Linked DNA regions of Muntiacus reevesi: region 1 is linked to region 2. Evidence: chromatin contacts called from public Hi-C data. All regions are on one chromosome and are shown on one strand. Each heading gives the region's core, a stretch centred on a gene start, on an enhancer-like site or on the middle of the called end of the contact. The rest is flanking DNA. Distances are from core to core; before and after follow the strand shown.

What was found. A called contact is a pair of places that touch in the nucleus more often than the background predicts.
Region 1: a contact with region 2 is called in a Hi-C map of muscle, with 12 times the contacts expected there. The contact joins the promoter of ACO1 here to the promoter of NDUFB6 in region 2. A contact is called at or near these places in 2 of 3 Hi-C or Micro-C datasets (blood and muscle).

What each region holds. Positions count from the first base shown.
Region 1 is chr17:10,977,802-10,980,501 of mMunRee1.1, forward strand. ACO1 (aconitase 1) reads right to left here and starts at 1,285. Exons shown (of 21, transcript XM_065908433.1): 1 at 1,183-1,285.
Region 2 is chr17:10,815,051-10,818,051 of mMunRee1.1, forward strand. It overlaps NDUFB6 (NADH:ubiquinone oxidoreductase subunit B6), which reads left to right and starts at 1,720. Exons shown (of 4, transcript XM_065908434.1): 1 at 1,720-2,024. The coding sequence starts at 1,845.

The DNA.
Region 1 (2,700 bases), core at 35-2,534, 160 kb after region 2:
CATATAATGCATGCTTGTGTGCTCAGTCATACCAGACTTTTTGCTGCCCCCACGGACTGCAGCCCATCAGGCTCCTAAGTTCATGGGATTCTCCAGGCAGGAATACTGGAGTGGGTTGCCATTTTCATATCCAGGGGATATTCCCACCCCAGGGATCAAACCCACATCTCTTATGTCTCCTGCACTGGTGGGTGGATTCTTTACCACTATTTTCAAATGAGATACTAAATATATTGAAAAATTCTGTTTTAGTTATATATGATAAATATTGAGACACATAACCCACATAAAAGCTCCTTAATATACTAATTTTTAGAGTGTATAGGGGAGTTTGAGAACTACTGAGAGGCTGTTTCTGACTCTCTGCCCCCATCCCCGCAACACACACACACACACACACACACACAGACACACTCACTCACTCACTCCTCCCTGGGTCTGTGAATCTTTGGGATGGACTCTGTCCCCACTGCTGAGACGCTGTTTCCGACTCTCTGCCCCCGTCCCCGCAACACACACACACACACACACACACACACTCACTCACTCACTCACTCACTCACTCACTCACTCACTCACTCCTCCCTGGGTGTGTGAATCTTTGGGATGGGCTGTGTCCCCACCCCTCCCACCGAGGGTCCCTTCCCCCTCACTCCATCTCCCCCTTACCCCTGGTGTGGACTCCCTGATCTGTCGGAACCCCAGGGGGAAATGTCCCTGCCTCGCCACCCCCAGCTGGACGAGGACTCCCCGGCGAGGCCCGCACACCCTCCTTGGGGTAGGACTCCCCGGTTCAGTGTGTCGGGACAAGTCGCAACGTGGATTCTCCCGGCGGCCCCCAGAGCCTCGCCGACTCCCGGGTGAGGCCCTCACAAGCTCGGCGCGGACTGTCCCGGCGGCCGGCACAGCCCGGGCGAAGGAGGCCGAGGAGAGCCATTTCCAGTCCCGCCCCCGTGCTCGGCGCGGCACAGGCTGGGAACAGGGCGGAGGGTCAGTCCCCAGGAACTAGTCCCGATTCTCCCGGCTGCCTTCCCGCTCCCCCAGGTCTCCCTTGGGCGGCCCGGCGCGCTGCAGCCCGGCTCGGGGAGGCGGATCGGGGTTCCGCTGACCCGCATTCCCCCGCGGGGTCAGGGCGGCCGGTGCTTGGGCCCGGGGACTCGCGTTGGGCCGCGTCGTACTCACCGCAGAGTGCGAGGCGGACTCCGACTGGCGCGGGGCACTAGGCTGGGGGCGCTCTCCGGAGCGACTCGAGTCCAGAGGCCCGCGCCGCTCCGCCCCCTGTCGCCGCGGGGCCGCCTGCCGAGGGGCGTGGCCTGCGCGCGGGGCGGGGCCTGCGGGCGGGGAGACTTCGCCCCGGAGGGAGCGGGGTAGCTGGGGGTCAGCGGCAGGAAGCCGCCTCAGGACGGGATCCTCCCATGTGGCCCCAGGCCGGGGACAGCTCACTCTTGGGCGTGGAGTGTGACTGCCCAGCTCGCTGGGAGGGAGCTGAAGGGGCAGGTTAGAAATGCAGCTTTTAAAAATGGTTTAACCATCACTGTGGAGGCTTCCTTGTCCGACACCCCGGTACGCGGTCACCTCCCCTCTCTCCCTTTTGCCCCCACCCCGCCCCCACCTTAGCGCCTGGCAAAGCGAGCCGAGTGGCTGCCGGGACTTCAAAGTTTCCATGGTTATGGAGTGCAGTTTCCGTGTTTAATTTTTTCCTTTTTTTAATGTCTAACACTTCCTAATGCAGGCTGTTCACCTGTCAGAAGTCAGAGAAATGACTGAGTTGACTCAGAAGGCCTTGGTCACTGCACCTACTTTCTATAGGTTGGTTGAAGTTGCGCCTGCTCAGGCAAATTTGACTGATTAGATCTTTAGTTTTCTATCTTGAGTATATGGATATACGGCTTATAGAATGAATAAGTAGTGACTATCCCCATAGGGGCCAACTTGTGTAACATAGCATTTTCAGCTTCCCAGGTGAGGCTAGTGGTAAAGAACCCGCCTGCCAATGCAGGAGACATGAGAAAAATGGGTTCATGACCCTGGGTCGGGAAGATCCCCTGGAGAAGGAGGAAATGACAACCCACTCCAGTATTATTGCCTGGAAAATCCCATGGACGGAGGAGCCCAGTAGGCTGCAGTCCATGGGGTTGCAAAGAGTCACCCACGACGGAGCAACTAACACTAGTGCTACTATATTCAAGTTTGAAGAAAGACATATATACTGTATAGTAAACATTGCTTCCCAGGCGGCTCAGGGGTAAAGAATCCACCTGCCAATGCAGATGGAGATGTGGGTTGAATGCCTGGGTAAGGAATATCCCCTGGAGGAGGAAATGGCAACCCATTTGGGTATTCTTGCCTGGAAAATCCCCATGGACAAAACAGCCTGGCGGGCTATAGTTATGGGGTCGCAAAGAGTTGGACATAACTGGGTAACTGAGCACTCACACACATCACACGCATTATATTTTTGCTATATGGGAGAAGGCTTTCTTCCTACCCACTTTCTAAACTGTTTCCATTCACATTCATTGAGCAAACTTCCCTTGAGTGGACTGGGGTCCCCTTAGAGGGTATGTGGGGAAGGCTGAGGGGTAGGGAGAAAAGACATCCAGCTAAATTTTGATTCTTAACCAAGGCAGCCCTTCACAAAGCAAAATTTCTTAATGTTCAATGATAACATACATGTAATAGGAGAACTGGTAATCCTTG
Region 2 (3,001 bases), core at 470-2,969:
TTTCTTAAATCATGTATGTAAATGTACCTGATATTTTTCATTCCATTGAAGTCACTATACTTATTGGTGCTCAAATCATTCCATCTTTGACCAGTGTAAGTCTATTCAAGTTGTCTCCTCAATCATTTTGACATGACCCTGTTGGTCTTTAAAAACCTCCCTGCCTTCGGCTAAGATAAGATGTTCCAGCCTTATTTTACATTTCCAACCCGAACCTGAAATTAGCTATTTCTCCAAAGTGATGGTTTTCAAAGTGTTATTGGGGAGACTCTGGGAGTCCCTGTGATCCTATCATGGGGTTTGTGTGGTCACAATTATTTTCACAAAAATACTAAGATGCTATTTGCTCTTTTATACTCTCTTTGTCTCACAAATATATACAGAGCTTCCCAAGGTTACATGATGTATGATATTATGATTGAATGTAGAAGCAGCTATAAGAATTCTGCTATCATTTATTAAGCCAGGCATTAGAGAAATTTACAATGGCACTCTTCTAAGTAGTTTTTCTTAACAGATATTTTGTTATTTTTACATGTTTTAATTTCTAATGCACTAAACATCAATAGATATAACCCACATCAACAAACTCTTTGGGGCCCCCTCACAATTTTAAGAATTTAAAGAGATTTATGGAACAAAATGTTTTGAGATCAACTACTCTAAGGAGCCTTGGTTCCTTTTAATGGAAGACAGTATTTAGAGATCACAATCTAGGAGCTAGAGATATTCATGGTTACTGCGTTGGCCATAGTCTCTAGGCTGTTTCATAGGCAAATTTATATATATTACTACTGTCCTCCCTTTTTTGGATAAAAGGTACTATGTACACTTCTCTCAATGTAGTTTTTCTTCACTGAACAATATATGTTTTCAAGCACTTCACTTCATTGCGTTATTTTACAATTTATTCAACTAGCCATTTGTTGAGGATTTCCATATTTTATTATATATGGTGCTGCAGTGAACAATCTTGCACGTACTTTCACTACTATATCTTTAGGATAGAATTCTAGAAATGAGAATACCGGATCAAAGGGTGAATGTGTACAACTCTGCTATATATTGAGATTCTTTTTACTTCTACAGTACAGATGAAGGGCTTCCCGCAGGAGCTGAGCGGTAAAGAACCCGCCTGCAATGCGGACCCCTGGGTCAGGAAGATTCCCCATGAGAAGGGTATGGCAACTCACTCCAGTATTCTTGCCTGGGAAATCCCACGGACAGAGGAGCCTGGCCGCCTACAGTCCAAGGGGTCGCAAAAGAGTCAGGCACGATTTGGCAACTAAACAGTAACAGGAACAGATGAAGGGACAGACTGAGACAGCTGCTCGGGGTCACTTTTCCAGTCACTGACAGAAGACAACGTGTCTCCACAGGCTCTGTAGGTCACGGGAAGAGGAATTCTAAGGTGGGAGAGCAACTAGAGAGTTTTACACTTGGACGTCACATTCACTGAGTCACATATTCTCATTTTTTCAATATCCAGCACGCCACTTCTTCTTCATCATAACCTCTAGTTCTCCGGCCTCCCATAGTCTTCAGGGAACTAAGCGCCCGCCGCCCCGCCCAGCTGGGCCCCGCCCCCGTCGCTTCTGGGCCCCGCCCCCGCCGCTTCTGGTAATTTGGAACAGTAAAGTCGGCGAGGTGCGCAAGGCTTTGCGCATGCCCAGCCACTATGCACAGGTTGGAGTCGCTCGGGGGCAGGAACAGAGTGACGTTATAACGGCGCGCCGCTCCCAGGCGTCCTCGCAAGGTCGCTTTGCAGAGCGGGAGCGCGCGTAAGTGACAAGACCTTGGTTCGGGTGCGCGCCGAGTCCTGCTGCCTTGGTATCCGCAGCGACATGTCGGGGTATACGCCCGACGAGAAACTGCGGCTGCAGCAGCTGCGAGAGCTGAGAAGGCGATGGCTGAAAGATCAGGAGCTGAGCCCCCGGGAACCGGTGCTGCCTCCGCAGAGGGTGTCGCCTGTGGAGCGATTCTGGAATAAATTTTTGCAAGACGGAGCTCTCTGGAAGAACGTGGTGAGTGACCGCCCTCCCCAACCCCACCCCTACTGGCTACTGAGACAACCTGCTCGGTATAGCGGCAGTAAGGACCGACTCGCTCTGCGCCCGGAAGTTCCCCAAGGGAGAGTCAGGTTCAGTCGAGACTTAGGCTTGTCTGGGACTCCGTCTGGTCCCAAGGGTCATGCGGTGGATGTCAGGAGTTCGGAGTTGTATGGCTTTGGGATTGTCCTGCCCTTTGGCTCTCAGGTGTGATGAGAAGGAGGCGAATCTTTGCCTAGATTATACAGGACGCTACAGGTTGGGCTTTTTTTTGACTGCGGAAATCTTTCCTCAGAAGGATGGCCAAGGATTCACTAGAGTTAAAATCCAATGATTTTAGTATCCAAGGACACTTGTGTGATTTTTGAGGTTGAGATTACACAGACCAACTAACACTACATTTGACCCAAAAGCAGGATAAGCCTCTAGCTGGTAATGTAGCTTCATGTTAATTACTGTAAGAGGTCCTATTGATATGCTGTTGATAGCTGTGAAAAGAAGAGAAGTGAAAAGCAAAGGAGAAAAGGAAAGATATACCCATTTGAATGCAGAGTTCCAAAGAATAGCAAGGAGAGATAAGAAAGCCTTCCTCAATGGTCAGTGCAAAGAAATAGAGGGAAAAAATAGAATGGGAAAGACTAGAGATCTCTTCAAGAAAATTAGAGATACCAAGGGAACATTTCATGCAAAGATGGGCTCAATAAAGGACGAAAATACTATGGATCTAACAGAAACAGAAGATATTTAGAAGAGGTGGCAAGAATACACAGAGGAACTGTACAAAAGGGATCTTCACGACCCAGGTGATCAGAATGGTATGATCACTCACCTAGAGCCAGACATCCTGGAATGTGAAGTCACATGGGCCTTAGAAAGCATCACTATGAACAAAGCTAGCGGAGGTGATGGAATTCCAGTTGAGCTATTTCAAGTCCTAAAAGATGATGCTGTGA